Regions from separate parts of the Mus musculus genome. Here all the other regions are linked to region 1. The links are chromatin contacts, called in public promoter capture Hi-C maps. All regions are on one chromosome and are shown on one strand. The core of a region is the stretch at or near the end of the contact, and the rest is flanking DNA. Distances in the headings are between cores, read along the strand shown. Region 1 holds the start of Rb1cc1 (RB1-inducible coiled-coil 1). Region 2 holds the start of Arfgef1 (ADP-ribosylation factor guanine nucleotide-exchange factor 1(brefeldin A-inhibited)). Region 3 holds the start of Snhg6 (small nucleolar RNA host gene 6). Region 4 holds the start of Rrs1 (ribosome biogenesis regulator 1).

Evidence for each region. Promoter capture Hi-C pulls out the DNA fragments that hold promoters and counts their contacts.
Region 2: a promoter capture Hi-C map of pre-B cells shows a contact between it and region 1. The contact joins the promoter of Arfgef1 here to the promoter of Rb1cc1 in region 1. A contact is called at or near these places in 2 of 39 promoter capture datasets (cranial neural crest and pre-B cells).
Region 3: a promoter capture Hi-C map of pre-B cells shows a contact between it and region 1. The contact joins the promoter of Snhg6 here to the promoter of Rb1cc1 in region 1. A contact is called at or near these places in 2 of 39 promoter capture datasets (cranial neural crest and pre-B cells).
Region 4: a promoter capture Hi-C map of pre-B cells shows a contact between it and region 1. The contact joins the promoter of Rrs1 here to the promoter of Rb1cc1 in region 1. A contact is called at or near these places in 2 of 39 promoter capture datasets (cranial neural crest and pre-B cells) and 7 of 484 Hi-C or Micro-C datasets (B cells, CD4 T cells, cardiomyocytes and 3 more).

What each region holds. Positions count from the first base shown.
Region 1 is chr1:6,212,835-6,216,306 of GRCm38.p6, forward strand. Rb1cc1 (RB1-inducible coiled-coil 1) reads left to right here and starts at 1,828. Exons shown (of 24, transcript NM_009826.4): 1 at 1,828-2,123. 4732440D04Rik (a long non-coding RNA gene) reads right to left here. Exons shown (of 2, transcript XR_001778783.2): 2 at 1-2,566.
Region 2 is chr1:10,231,153-10,234,624 of GRCm38.p6, forward strand. It overlaps Arfgef1 (ADP-ribosylation factor guanine nucleotide-exchange factor 1(brefeldin A-inhibited)), which reads right to left and starts at 1,518. Exons shown (of 38, transcript NM_001102430.1): 1 at 1,219-1,518. The coding sequence starts at 1,342.
Region 3 is chr1:9,942,578-9,946,049 of GRCm38.p6, forward strand. Snhg6 (small nucleolar RNA host gene 6) reads right to left here and starts at 1,541. Exons shown (of 4, transcript NR_024067.2): 1 at 1,443-1,541; 2 at 33-140. It also overlaps a transcript of Mcmdc2 not described here.
Region 4 is chr1:9,543,676-9,547,147 of GRCm38.p6, forward strand. It overlaps Rrs1 (ribosome biogenesis regulator 1), which reads left to right and starts at 1,733. Exons shown (of 1, transcript NM_021511.2): 1 at 1,733-3,472. The coding sequence starts at 1,849. The coding sequence ends at 2,946.

The sequences.
Region 1 (3,472 bases), core at 578-3,077:
AGTTGAAATGATGTTTCTGCACTCCCCATGAAAGATCATTCTATGGTCCTTGTAAATCTGTTTGAAGTTTCATTGAGAAAAGCCCCGAAGCTTCACATAGTATTGCAGGAGTTTGTTTTTGTTTATTATGGAGAATAGAATGCTCAAGAGGATGAGGAAAAATAGCTTGTGACAGAAAACTTATGGATATGCATGATTATTAACATTTATCTATGTTGCTTAGCAAAATTCATATAACATATTTTCACTTTAGTCTTACTAAATAATTTGAGATGCATATAAACTCTAAACATTCACTTCAGAGTATAAAGTAACAGACATTTGTATTAACAGTTTCCCAGAGAAGTTTGGGCCACGTATACAACATGACAAGTGGTACTTTAACACTTGAAACTGGAGTACATTTCTGCTATTCAATGGTACTTATTAACTGTGAGGAAACACAGCTCTTTGGTGCTCTTTTTAGTGTGTGTGAACTTCAAGGAGTGGTTCTCTCCTCCCACGACGTCAGTCCTAGGATGAAACTCAGGTTGTCAGTTTTGGTAGTCAGTAGATCTCCTTACCCTCTGGGCCATCTCACCGGCCCTGATTTTCCTTTTTCTGTGTAGCCTTGGCTCCCTGAAGCTCATTCTGTAGAGCAGGCCTCAGCTTCTGAGAGAAGGGATTAAAGGTATGTGCACCACCCGGCCAGCTTTGATCTTCATTGTTCTAGCTAGACTGCAATATAGCTTACATTTGTTAATATACTAACAATTTTTCTTCTCTTTAGTCTTGCCAATTCACTACTTCCCCTGGTGCACAAAAATTGAGTGCTTGTTCTTTTTCCATTTTTGCTTTATTTGCTGGTGTAATGTACTAAAATTCCAGTTTAAAAAATACTCAATATGTATAACAGTGTGCATACAAGATTTTTCTGGGATATGGCAGAAGTGCAAAGTTAAAAACAAAGTGAGATAAGCAACAAGCTCCTTTCTAAACAACTCTTAAAACACAACTACTGTTTTTCCAGTGTCTATCACAATAAAGAACTGCAGATCTCAATCAGTTTAATACCCCTTATGTCTCATTTTGTCGGGAACCGCTAACTGTTGGCTTAGAGAGACCATTCCTAAACTTTTACCTCTATCAGATATTCCTGGGAATAGTAATTTAATACGTGTTTACGTCACATAATTGATGAGCCTGCTTGTAACAAACATCTTCTCATCAAACTCAAGTTTTGTAGTTTCAAGTCCTTGCCTAAGCCCGAATACAAATGTAATGTTCTCATAAGCTGACATTCTCTTCTCTAATCTTGATGCTGTTGACCTATTATCGACCTCAGTATTGTTCGGTCGTGCCGCTTACAGTACAGTCCACTTTGCTTCGGTTCCTCTTCTGGACGTGCTCTTTACTTACCTGGTCTGACTCTGGGCCGCCCCACCCTTGCAAAGATGCCAGGCATACTTTCCGAGTAGCCTGCCATTCTGGCAGTCCCGGTACGAGTGGCCCAGGTGACAGTCGGCTGATTTCGGGGCAGCAGATGAGGGCCCCAGATCTGTGCTGGTGCTCACTCGTCAGCCTCCGGTTCCCCTGTTGGGGCTGCCCCAGGTTTGGCGAGGTCGGTCTGCCGCGGCCAGAAGGTCACGCTCACCTTGGGGCCGTCCAAGGCAAGCACCGAAATACCTTCCAGGGTCAGGGAAGGACAGACAAGTTGCCAGCCAGGGACTACGCTCGCCGACCGAGCCGCGCCCGTCCGGCCAGCCCAGCGACTTCCGGATCTGCGCAGACACCTGAGTCACCCCTCCCCCGGCTGGCTGTTTCCCGGCGTGCTCTGCGGCGGAAAGGCCGAGTCGACAATAACAAACCCCACGGCGGCCGCGACCCAGCCCTGCCAAGCTCTCAGTGCCTCGGCCGGCGGACTCGGGTCCCCGCGCGGAGCCGAGGGGCCGGAGCAGCGGCTGCGCCCGACTCCCATCCTTCCGGGCCTCGCCGGGTACTCGGCGGCTGGGCGCCGACGGTTGTGTCGGTTGGCGGCGCCGCAGGGGCGGTTGATAGCCGCCGCCGAGGCCAGGGCGGCGGCAGAAGATGGTGCGGAGGGCCGCCGGCTGTGTTGCTGCCGCGGGCGGAGGAGGCGCTGCCGGGTAAGTGCCGCCCCTGCTCCCATCTGGCGGCGGGCTTGGCCCGGCCGCTCAGCACCTGACGGGTTCGCCGGAGCGTCTGGCGGCGCCGGCTCGGAGGGTCGCCGCGGCAGTCCTACGGGGACCCTGAGGCCCGCTGGCCGCTGACAGGATCGCGGGAGCGGCAGGACGCCGGTGCTCACCCGAGGCCTGAATCGCGGCCTCCGTCTCCAGGGCTCGGTGCACTGGAGTGTCGGGCTCGGGAAACCGGAGAGGGTTTGGGCCAGGGCCGGAGTGCCCTGACGGGAGGAACCTAGAGGTGATGCCTTTGTCCCGACCCCGGAGTGCAAGCATCGGTGTAAAGTTACTCCTTGGAATGACTCAGCCTCGCTCGCCCCGCAGATGGATTTGGGGTGGGGGCTTATGGGAGTACCAAAACTTGGTACAAATGACAGCTTTCGAACGTGCTGTCAGTACTTTCTCTACAGAGTGGTGGATGTGCTATGGTGACTGTTTATGGTTTCGTAATCCTGTCCCTTCCGTCATGAGTCTTTAAAATGTGATCATTCCATGAACTGGTACATAGGACTGATGCCACGGAACACTCGTGGACTCACTTATTGATAGAGTCCCTGCAAGACATTCAGTTGGGTGCGGATGTTGACAAGTCTATTATGAGCGTTAAAATTTATACATTTTGCTAACCATTTTCTGTAAAGAATTGGTGAGACTTACTTATCTGAGGGTTTGCAAAGCTAGCAAGCAGTTTAGAAGCAGCCTAAAAATGAACCAATCTGTGTTCCTAGTCAAATGTTGGTACTGTATTTCAGTAGGTGGTTTTTCTTTTTGGGGGAGGGGATCTATAAATGGACTTGTTATGTGTGAAATATTTTATTTAGTCTTATTACCAAATACAACGCAAATCATCGCTTTCCAATTAAGTTTTTGTTATGTTTTTTAGCATTTATATCTGTTTTAAACGTTAGCCAAGGCTTAGAAGGTAGCTGCTATATTCATCTCAACATTCCAGGAGGCTGAGACAGAAAGATGGCTTTAAGTTATTTGAGTTACTCAGTAAGTTAAGGTGGTCTTGGGAATCATAGCGAGAACATGTCTTGAAAAAAGAAAAACAAAATAAATGGTATTTACATAGTTATGCCATGGGTGTGTCAGGCCCATAATGTAGCATTTACATTGATAAATCTTATTAATGTAATTGGTTAGTGGACTTAGGCAAAATTTAAAAATTTTGTTTTATTTTGAGTTAGGGAAGACAATGAAGCAGCCCTCTGCCTGGAGAGAAGAGGGTTCTCTTGGGGTGGGGGGAGATGGAGGGAACAGGCAGCACTCTTTATGGCAAACATCAGGGTTTG
Region 2 (3,472 bases), core at 268-2,767, 4.0 Mb after region 1:
AGGACCATTTTTTGGTGGATGTTAAACAAATCCAGTTGATGTTTTTCATATTACTAAGTATTGAGAAAAAAAGGAGGAAGGGCGGCTGTAACATTTGGAGTAAGTTAAATGGTAGTCTTAAGTCAAAACTTAAATGCAAAATTGTCTCTAACCTATCTGGACCCCTTACTTTAGCATAAAGTTAGTTTGTCCCCTTTCAAAAATGTTTTTCAAAAATCACTTTTAACCATTTTCATTTCTTGCAAAGTTGAGCTGCTCTGGTCCAGGGCTATAAACAAAAGGGTAAGCATCACAAATTTATCTGTGTTAAATGTTCTGGCTTCTCCCTTAACAATTCTCTTATTGATGGATGCACTAGACCTACCAAACCTACCGCAAACAAATCGTTATCTGCCTACAATGGTTTTATAGGTATTGTTTGGGATTTGCCCTGCTGTGGCTTCATTACACTAGACCTCTTCTGTCTGAACTATAAATCACAACTGAAGCTTGAGAACAGCTGCCACTGTCCAGACATGTGGCTGGTGGGTGTCATTGTCTTTCTCTTTTCTCTCATTTCACACACACCCCTTTCTGTGTTACCTAAAGTCAATTTATCTAAAGGTTCTTTCCTTCCACATTTCCACACAGACACGGCCACCGCCACCCCCTTAACCTCTAGTCTTGTTCTTCCAGGTCAGCCCAGTAGGTTACATTACTACTCTTTTTTCCTGTAGCTGGGGCAGAGAGATGGCAAACTCGAGGCACCTTTTGCAACCCCCTTTCTCGAGACTGTCAACGAGGGAACAACTTCAACCTTTCTTCCCAAAGTACCACGCCAAATCATAAAGTTATTGTAATTGCAATACGGAACCCTCCCCCACGCTCAGTCTCGTCAGATCGGCCCCACCTCAATTTCTAAGCTAATAAACAACAGCTCATCTTCTGCTCCATCACAAAGGATGACATTCTGTCCGCACCGCAGGGGCCACCAACAACCCTCCCCCCATCCCGTCCTGTGGACCACTCGAAGCCAGGTGCCTCGCGATCCGTAACCATCTCGAGTTCCAGGGGCCCCGGCTGGCCGCCTATCCTCCTCCACTCAGCCGGTGCCCCGCGTCCAGCCGAGTTGCTGTCAACTCCAGTCGGGCGGCCAGCAGGGCTCCCCGGACGAGCCGCCCGCCACGCCGCCCACCTCTCGCGGCCGGCACCCCGCGCCGCGGCCTCCTCCGGGCTCACCTAGGGCCACCTCGCACGCTTTGCGCAGCTGGGAGTGATGCGCCTTCTTCACTTCCTTGTCGGCCAGAATCTTCTCCAGGGCCCGGGTCAGGAACATGTTCTTCGTCTTCTTGCCCTCATACATGGACGCGGAGGAGGCGGCGGCGGCGGCGGTCCCGGCGGCTGGAGGGAAGGCGGAGGAGGGGGACGGGGACCGGGATGAGGACGGGGAGGGAGAAAGGCGAGGAGGTGGCGGTGGGGGCGAGGAGGCGTGGAGGGCAGCGGCGGCACCAGGAAGCGGCCGGCGACGCGGAGCGGCCGCGGGGCCGCCAAGGGCGTCGAAAGCCTCGCCACGCTCGAGGGGCCGCCGTTCGAGGGCCGCGCCCGTCCGGCCTCGGCGCCGTCGGCCCGGGGGTCGCTTCCCGGCCGCCCGCCTCACTCGTCCCTACGGCCCGGCGGCGGCGGCACTCGGCCCGGGCGGCCGTCTTCCCGGGGCCGAGGGCCTAGGTGGCGGCGCCTCACACTGCCAGCAGGCGCGAGGCTGCCCTAGCTACCGTGGGGACCAGCATCCGCCGCAGCCGCCGACTGGCCTCCATCACCGCCGACCTGCCCCGGACGCCATGTTGAGAGGAAACGACGCGTCACGCAGCGGCCGAACGGCTGCGGAGAGGAAGCGGCGGCGGCGGCGGTGCCAGCGCCAGCCCAGAGCTGCCGCGGCGCCGAGAGGCAAGGGGCGGAGGGCGGCGCGGGAGGAGCGGCCGGAGCTGCAACTCTACGGCGGCCCGGCGGGGACTCGCCGCCTCCCGCGTTCGCCTGCAGGGCAGCGTGGGGCGTGGCGGGCGTCCTGCTGCGCGGCACGGCGTGGCGCGGGGCTTCTGCTCTTGCGGGCTACTGGGATGCGTGATCGGAGCACAGGGGCGCTCCCAAGGCCGGGACGACAGGACCCCTGCCTACCGTGCACGGGCTTCCCCAACTTTCTGGACAGCCGGTCGCCGGGGAGCAAAGTTCCTCGCGGTCCTAGGGCCACAGGAACACCCGCGTCGCTCCCTCAGGCGCACCTGGTTTCCGCCTGCCACACGGGGTCTAAATTTCCTTCTCAGGTGTAGGAAATTGCTATCCTTGACCGATACTTTCAATTACTTCAAGATGGATCTCTTTTGCAAAACGTAAGCTAAAAACCACTGGGCGAAGATTCAGGAATATTTTCACTTTTTAAATCTCTCAATAGGGTAAATCAGTAAACCCTAGGTTTCATGCCCTTTTCTGATTGACACTGAAGTTAAGGTGAGTGCTTCTGACTCAGGTACCGCACAGAGCCCTCCCGTTCTCTACCTTTAATCCGGAGTTTTCAGAATGGAAAAGCTTTAAGAACAGATACTCCTGACCATACTGTGCCTGCTTTAATGCCACAGAACTCAAATTTCCGCATTGCTTCTGAGAGAAAACGTTAAGAATCCCATGAAATAAATGCAGCCGGTTTACAGGGGGTTCCATGCTATTGCGTGTCTCCAGCAACATGGGATCCCGGTTAGGATACAGCTTTTGCTTTCTTTTCCTTAGAGTGTGTTAGCTGTGGATTTATATTAATGCAGCAATCAGAATCCAAAGGTGTGAACGCTGCAAAGTGACAAGACTTGAGACGTATGAAAAGCCAAAGGAAATAAAAATGGGAAATCTGAAGGTGACATACAATTAAAATGGACAGATACATCAAAATGTGGTTGTCCTGAGAAATCTACAAATCCATTACCTTCATCTTAAACACTAAAATCTTCGAAATTAGAGATTCATTTTGCTCCTACATCAAATATAATGTACATTCTGTTATACATCAGGGAAACATACTCCATTTCTAATTTGTCTTTGCTTCCTAATGCTAGGGTTAAACCAGGTTTCATTGAAAGTACTATCTGAGCCAGGCGTCGTAGAGAACGACTTTAATCCCAGCACTCGGGAGGCAGAGGCAGGTGGATTTCTGAGTTCGAGGCCAGCCTGGTCTACAAAGTGAGTTCCAGGACAGCCAGGGCTATACAGAGAAACCCTGTCTCTGTTTTTAGCCGCATTAACATTCTCTAGCCTCCCTTGCAGCTAGACGTAGCCAATAGGTTAACTCATTAAACAAAAATTTTCAGAAACTACCTGCTACTCCCTTTTCCTGTTAGGATACAGCTTTGGCCGTATAGTAAAGATAGCAAAACAACAAATTCAAAAGAGTTTGAGCCTCTGAATTACTCTTAAAGCAGAACAACCCATCATCATGAATAACTGTTTTGTA
Region 3 (3,472 bases), core at 291-2,790, 3.7 Mb after region 1:
AGAAAAAAAAAAACCACACACACAATTTGTACCTTGTTATTGGCAAATGTAGTCCTGGCAGCTTGTTTCAATCACTCTCCATGACAAGTGTTTAGAAAATATTTGTTCAAGCACCTTCAAATGAGCAGGTTTTGTTGCACCTAAAAATTAAAATATTTGTGAACTCTCATTTTACTTCCATGTTTTAATACCTTGCATGAGTGTGCACTGGCTACTTTTATGTCACCTTGACACAAGCTAATCACTGGTGTAGGAAGCTACAATTGTAAAAATGCATCCTTAAGATAGGGCTGTGGACAAGCACGCCTGTAAGGCATTTTCATAATCAGTGACTGGGGTAAGGGGGCAGCCACCTCCCCTGGGCTGGAGGCCCTGTGTTCTCTAAGAACCAAAGCGTAAGCTAATAGCATCCTCCATGGCTTCGGCATCCGCTAACTCCAGGTTCCTGTGGTGCTTCAGTTCCTGTCCCATCATCCGTCCATCACAGACAGAAAAACATTTTACTCACGCCCTTCACTGCCAGTACTAACTTAAAGGACTGAGTACCAAGCCTTGGCTTCTCAGTCTTGGTGCTTGCACGGAAAAGCTTGAGGCATATATGCAATTGTGCAGACCATCACTGGGACATTAGAACAGGAAACGGCATGGCCAGAGTCACAAATCAGAGAATGAATGATTGAACCGATTACTGGTGATGACTTATCACCTGCAAACCGATGAGAAATCCTTAATCATTTTCATATTTGAAACGCTGAGTTTACAGAAATCCAGAGTACCCAATTTGGCTTACAGATACCAACAGTAAAGTATAACATGCAGGCCTGAAATGTAGTGTTCTTTTGTATCCACACGCTTCAGAACTTACCACCACCTTCTTTTGCCAGCATCCCCACCCTGCGTGGCTTTCAAATAGTTTGAAAATTTTGCTCCAACTTTAGATCGTACTTACAGGGTTGATCCATGAATACAAGCTTTTTAGAGTGATGCCAATACTTCAGATCAAACTATTAATCTTTAAAAAAAAAAAAAGCCAAAAAAAAAAAAAAGCCTAAAATTGGCGGTCTTAACATCTTAGAAGCAGTACTTTTCCGCCTCTGTAAAATTTCCTATGGATTACTCACTTAGGAAGCCTGAAACAGACCGCATGGTGGCTTTTCTTGGGGATACAAAGGGGCTCCCGCCAGGGTGCAGGCCCAGATGAAAGCTGCCGCCAGAAGCGGCCGCTTGTGCCCGCACTTCGAAGCGTCCAGAGGAGCAGGCCTTATAACTAATCTCGGTTAAGATTTGGAGACCATTGGGAACGCGCCCCGCCGCTCACAGCGGGCCAAGGGCCACACCGAACCCGGGAGCCATGGGGCCCCCGTACCCGGCTAGAGACGGACGCCGCCAACAAGGAAGCCCTCTCCGCACACACGGGGTTAAGCAGACCGCAGGATTCGCACCTGGAAACGCCCAAGGACACGCCGGGTTCGGCCGCCCGCGGCCTCCGCTGTGCGCCATGCTGCACCGTCTGCTCGCGCTCTACGGCGCTGCCGAGAAAGGAAGTGGCCCAGCGTGCGCGACCCTAAGGCGCTCCTGTAGGCCCCGCCTCTTCCGGCCAGCCCTCTTCTGCGTGCTCGCCTTCACCCCCTCCTCTTCCGGCTCTGTGTTTCTAGTGGGGCGGAGGGAGCAGGTTGTGGGAATTAGTGCGAATACTTCCGCTAGAGCTTTTTAATTGATTTTTCAAGTAATGAATAATGCCTTAAAATAGGACAGTCTCCCAGTCCAGGTCCTTATGTTTGCTGGGTCTTCTACATCCTCACCTACTTCAGTGTTTAAAAACCGTTGGTATTAGAAACTATTTAATTTTTTTTTTCTAAGATGTATTTTATATGTATGGGTGTTTGGCCTGCACGCTAGCCATGTGTGCCTCGCCCGAGAACCTGGTACTGACAGAGTTCAGTAGAGAGTGTCAGATGCCCTGGAACTGGGGTTATATGTGACCCAACTTACAATATGAGTGCTGGGAATCTAACCCTGGGTCCTCTGGATGAACAGTCAGTGTTCTTAACTGCTAAGACATCCCCAGCCCACAGCAGCTCCATTAGAGTTAGTGTTCTGGAAGCAGCAAGCACACGGACACACTCACAGAAAGAGAGATAAAAATTGATTGTCAGAAAAAAAGGAGCGTGCAGGGCGTGGTGGCGCACACCTTTAATCCCAGCACTTATTCCCTTAAATCCCAGGCAGGCGGATTTCTGAGTTCGAGGCCAGCCTGGTCTACAGAGTGAGTTCCAGGTCAGCCAGGGCTACACAGAGAAACCCTGTCTCGAAAAAACCTAAAGAAGAAAGAAAAAAAAAAAAAGAAAGAAAGAAAGAAAAAAAGGAGAAGCTGTTAATGAGTTTGATTTGTAATAGTAATAGAATTTTTCTTAGTCATGAAGTAGTCACCGGGCTGGAGAGACAGCTCAGCTAGTTAAGAGCACTGACTGCTTTTCCAGAGGTCCTGAGTTCAAATCCCTGTAACCACATGGTGGCTCCCAACCATCTGTAATGAGATCCAATGACCTCTTCTGGTGTGTCTGAAGAAAGCTAAAGTGTACTCACATACATAAAAATAAATAAATATATCTTTAAAAAAAAAAGAAAGTAGTCACCTAATGTGTTAGAGTTACTATTGTTGAACTTAATGGTCATGATGAAACACCACAACCAAAAGCAAATTGGGGAGGGAAAGGGCTCATTTGATTTAGCATTCTAAGCCACTATTCATCACTGAAGGAAGTCAAAATAGGAACTCAAGCAGTACAGAAACCAATGCAGAGGTCATGGAGGGGTGAAGCTTACTGGCTTATCTCATGCCTTCTCAGCTTGCGTCTCAGGATCCCTGGCCCAGGGGTATCCTCACCTACAAAGAGCTGGCTTCTCTCTCAGCCTCTGACTTTTTACTCTCCTTGGCCTCAAACTAACTCTGGCGATCTGTTCTCATCTTCTGGCTCCTTCTCATTCTTTGGCTCATCCTGTGCCTTCCTCATTAACCACTAATTAAGAAAATGCCCTATAGGTTTGCATACAGCCTAGTCTTATGTTAGCAGTTTCTCAATTGAGGGACCCTCCTCTATAGCATGTGTCAAACTGACATCAAACTACCCAGCAAAGTTACCTTGTTTGTGAATGTTATGACTGCATTGATTTTCTAGTTTTGATTTTTTTTAATTGGTAGTGTATTGTAGGATATTTGCTCACACAGTGAACTCTAAGATTATGTTATTTAGTTTAAAAAAGAACAAGTTTTTAATTGTGGTGTGGCTCTGCTCTTAGCATATACCTTTATTTCTTCTGGCCTTAATACAGACACGCCCTTAGTACACACCTTGAATCCCAACAAGGAAGATAAAATTAGTTTGTAGAAGGAAGTATCATGTTTAAAAGTGATGTCTAATTGAATGGCAGGCAAAGTGATAAATCAGAGAAAGATTTAATAGAATAGGAT
Region 4 (3,472 bases), core at 483-2,982, 3.3 Mb after region 1:
TTTGAACTGATGAGATTTGGATAGGGAAAGTCAAAGATGAATTTGCCATCATCCGAGCAAGTTACTAGACTTGAATGATGACCACATCTCCTGGGACTATTGTCTCTACAGTATTCCCAATGGCAGGGTTCCTTGGGCAGCAAAGACAATGAGGAAGAGGATGAGAGGATGGTGGAAGGAGGAGCAACTTTGGAGGAAGCTTTGTGCTGTGTAGATTTTGACATCTGGTCTAGCACCAAGAGGAAAACAAAGAATTATAGTGGCTCCTGCCTGTAATGCCAGAATTTGGGAGGCAGAGGCAAGGGAATTAATTCCAAGACCATTCTTAGCTATATAGCAAACTTAAACCACATTAAAAACAAAAATGATTTGGATGACTCCATATGCAACTAAGGCTAGCCTTGAACACCTGGCCCTCCTGCCTCTTTCTCTAGAGTGCTGGGATTATACACCATACCCAGTTTAGTCTGCATTTTTTAAATGTCTATTTATGGGGGACGGGGAAGGCAGTGAAGGATGGAGATAACAATGATACCTGTATGAAAGCACCATATTGAAAATAATTACTTTGCATTCTAACCAAAAACTTAGTTTAAAAAATGGAACTGGACACTGGATATTGCATGCCTGAAACACTAATGCTTGAGAGAGAGGTAGGAGAATCAAGAAGTTCTCAGTGGTGGTGCACACCTTTAATCCCAGCACTTGGGAGGCAGAGGAAAGCAGATTTCTGAGTTCGAAGCCAGCCTGGTCTACAGAGTGAGTTCCAGGACAGCCAGGGCTATACAGAGAAACCCTGTCTCAAAAAATAACAAAAAACAAACAAACAAAAAAGAAGTCAAGTTCTCTTTCGATGTACAGGGAGTTCAAGCTCGGCCTCCGGTTCATGTGATCTAAACTAAAAAATAAATAAATCAGTAAAAGTCTACTTATGTGACAAGACAAAAAAACCAACCAAACAAACAAACAAACAAAACACTTTTTTGGATGACATTAGATGAACATGTGCCCATTCTAACACCGGACTGAGGTAAAAACCTATAAAAATAGATGGCAGTAAATAGTAAACTGAGATTTTTAACTCCCTAGGCCACCATGACTACTGAATAAAAACTATTTGGTTTTCACTGGATCTTAGCCTTCCTCCAAGCTTATTAACACATTTACCTTTAAAACACTCCTGGATACTACCAGAGTCTCCATCTTCCACGATTTTTCAGGCCTACACAAATATCACAGGAACAAACAATGGCATGGCCAGAATTGGTGCCCAGGCCACGTACAGACAAACTGCAAGCCCTACTAAGTCGCAAAACAATGCCTAACTTGGACAGGTATCCGTGGGATCTGTCTCCGCTCACACCTAGGGCACAGAGAACGGGCTATAACTCTGGGGAAATAATTTGTCTCGCCCCAAACACCTCTGTAATAGATTTACCCATAGACACTGTGGTGTAGACGCTCCATTCGGAAGCTACAATGCAGGCACTTCCAAGAGTTTGAGCAGCCCGCGTCCTACTGCACTACCTCTGCCCCACAGCATGCTGGGAAACGTAGTCCCAACCAGGTCCTGAGCTGGTTAGCCAACCCTCAGCGCCAGTCGGGCCAACATCCGGTGACGAATCCAAGTCCCGCCTCTAAGCCCATCTGCTGTCCAATGCCGCCCTCTGCCGGTCTTTACCTCCCCGCCTAGCTGTGAGCCGCTTCCAGACAACCCGGAAGTGATCTTTCCTCTTCCGGATTACGGGTCCGGACGTCCGCACGTGGTTGCCGGTTTAGGGTGCTGCTGTAGTGGCGATACGTCCCGCCGCTGTCCCGAAGTGAGGGATCCGAGCCGCAGCGAGAGCCATGGAGGGCCAGCGCGTGGAGGAGCTGCTGGCCAAGGCAGAGCAGGAGGAGGCGGAGAAGCTGCAGCGCATCACGGTGCACAAGGAGCTGGAGCTGGAGTTCGACCTGGGCAACCTGCTGGCTTCGGACCGCAACCCCCCGACCGTGCTGCGCCAGGCCGGGCCGTCGCCGGAGGCCGAGCTGCGGGCCCTGGCGCGGGACAACACGCAGCTGCTCATCAACCAGCTGTGGCGGCTGCCGACCGAGCGCGTGGAGGAGGCGGTGGTCGCGCGCTTGCCGGAGCCCGCCACTCGCCTGCCCCGCGAGAAGCCGCTGCCCCGACCACGGCCGCTCACCCGCTGGCAGCAGTTCGCGCGCCTTAAGGGAATCCGTCCCAAGAAGAAGACCAACCTCGTGTGGGACGAGGCGAGTGGCCAGTGGCGGCGCCGTTGGGGCTACAAGCGCGCCCGGGATGACACTAAAGAATGGCTGATCGAGGTGCCTGGGAGCGCCGACCCCATGGAAGACCAGTTCGCCAAGAGGACTCAGGCCAAGAAAGAACGCGTGGCCAAGAATGAGCTGAACCGTCTGCGGAACCTGGCTCGCGCGCACAAGATGCAGATGCCCAGCTCAGCCGGCCTGCACCCTACTGGACACCAGAGTAAGGAAGAGCTGGGCCGCGCCATGCAAGTGGCCAAGGTTTCCACCGCTTCGGTGGGACGCTTCCAGGAGCGCCTTCCCAAGGAGAAAGCTCCCCGGGGCTCCGGCAAGAAGAGGAAGTTTCAGCCCCTCTTTGGGGACTTCGCAGCCGAGAAAAAGAACCAGTTGGAGCTACTTCGAGTCATGAACAGCAAGAAACCTCGGCTGGACGTGACGAGGGCCACCAACAAGCAGATGAGGGAAGAGGACCAGGAGGAGGCTGCCAAGAGGAGGAAAATGAGCCAGAAAGGCAAGAGGAAAGGGGGCCGGCAAGGACCTTCGGGCAAGAGAAAGGGCGGCCCGCCGGGTCAGGGAGAAAAGAGGAAAGGAGGCTTGGGAAGCAAAAAGCATTCCTGGCCTTCTGCTTTAGCTGGCAAGAAGAAAGGAGTGCCGCCCCAAGGTGGGAAGAGGAGGAAGTAGCGTTCTCCCCTCGGGACCAGTTCTGAAAAGCTGGGACTGTACTAAAAGTTAACTTGGGCGGTATAGGTGGCCGCTGCCCTCAGTGACATTTGACATTAAAAGGACGGGTTTGCCTTCCCTCGAGTCAGTGCTGGACGAGTTAATAGAGACACTGACTGGAAATTGGTGTATTTTGAGAATTATAGAAATGATATAGCCAGAACCAGGAATAAGTTAAGGCCTGCCTTTTTATCTTGACTTTGGATACTGCGTTACAGTAGATTGGTTTCAACATTTTTGCATTATTTTTATAACAAAGCTTGTGTATTTATCAAAGCGGGGAGGGCGGGGGAAAATTATATCTACCTGTGATTTGCAAGTATTGTAAATGGATGCAGGTACCTGGTGTTGCTTTTAACTTTTACTGTCGGTAGAGGTTGCATGTGAAGCCAGTAACCTGGGCACCAATATGGAGTGTGCTTGAGAAAAACAAAGTAGTTACAGTGGTTCTAAAAAAGACCCCTTGTTTTAGGAAAACTTTGGCCCT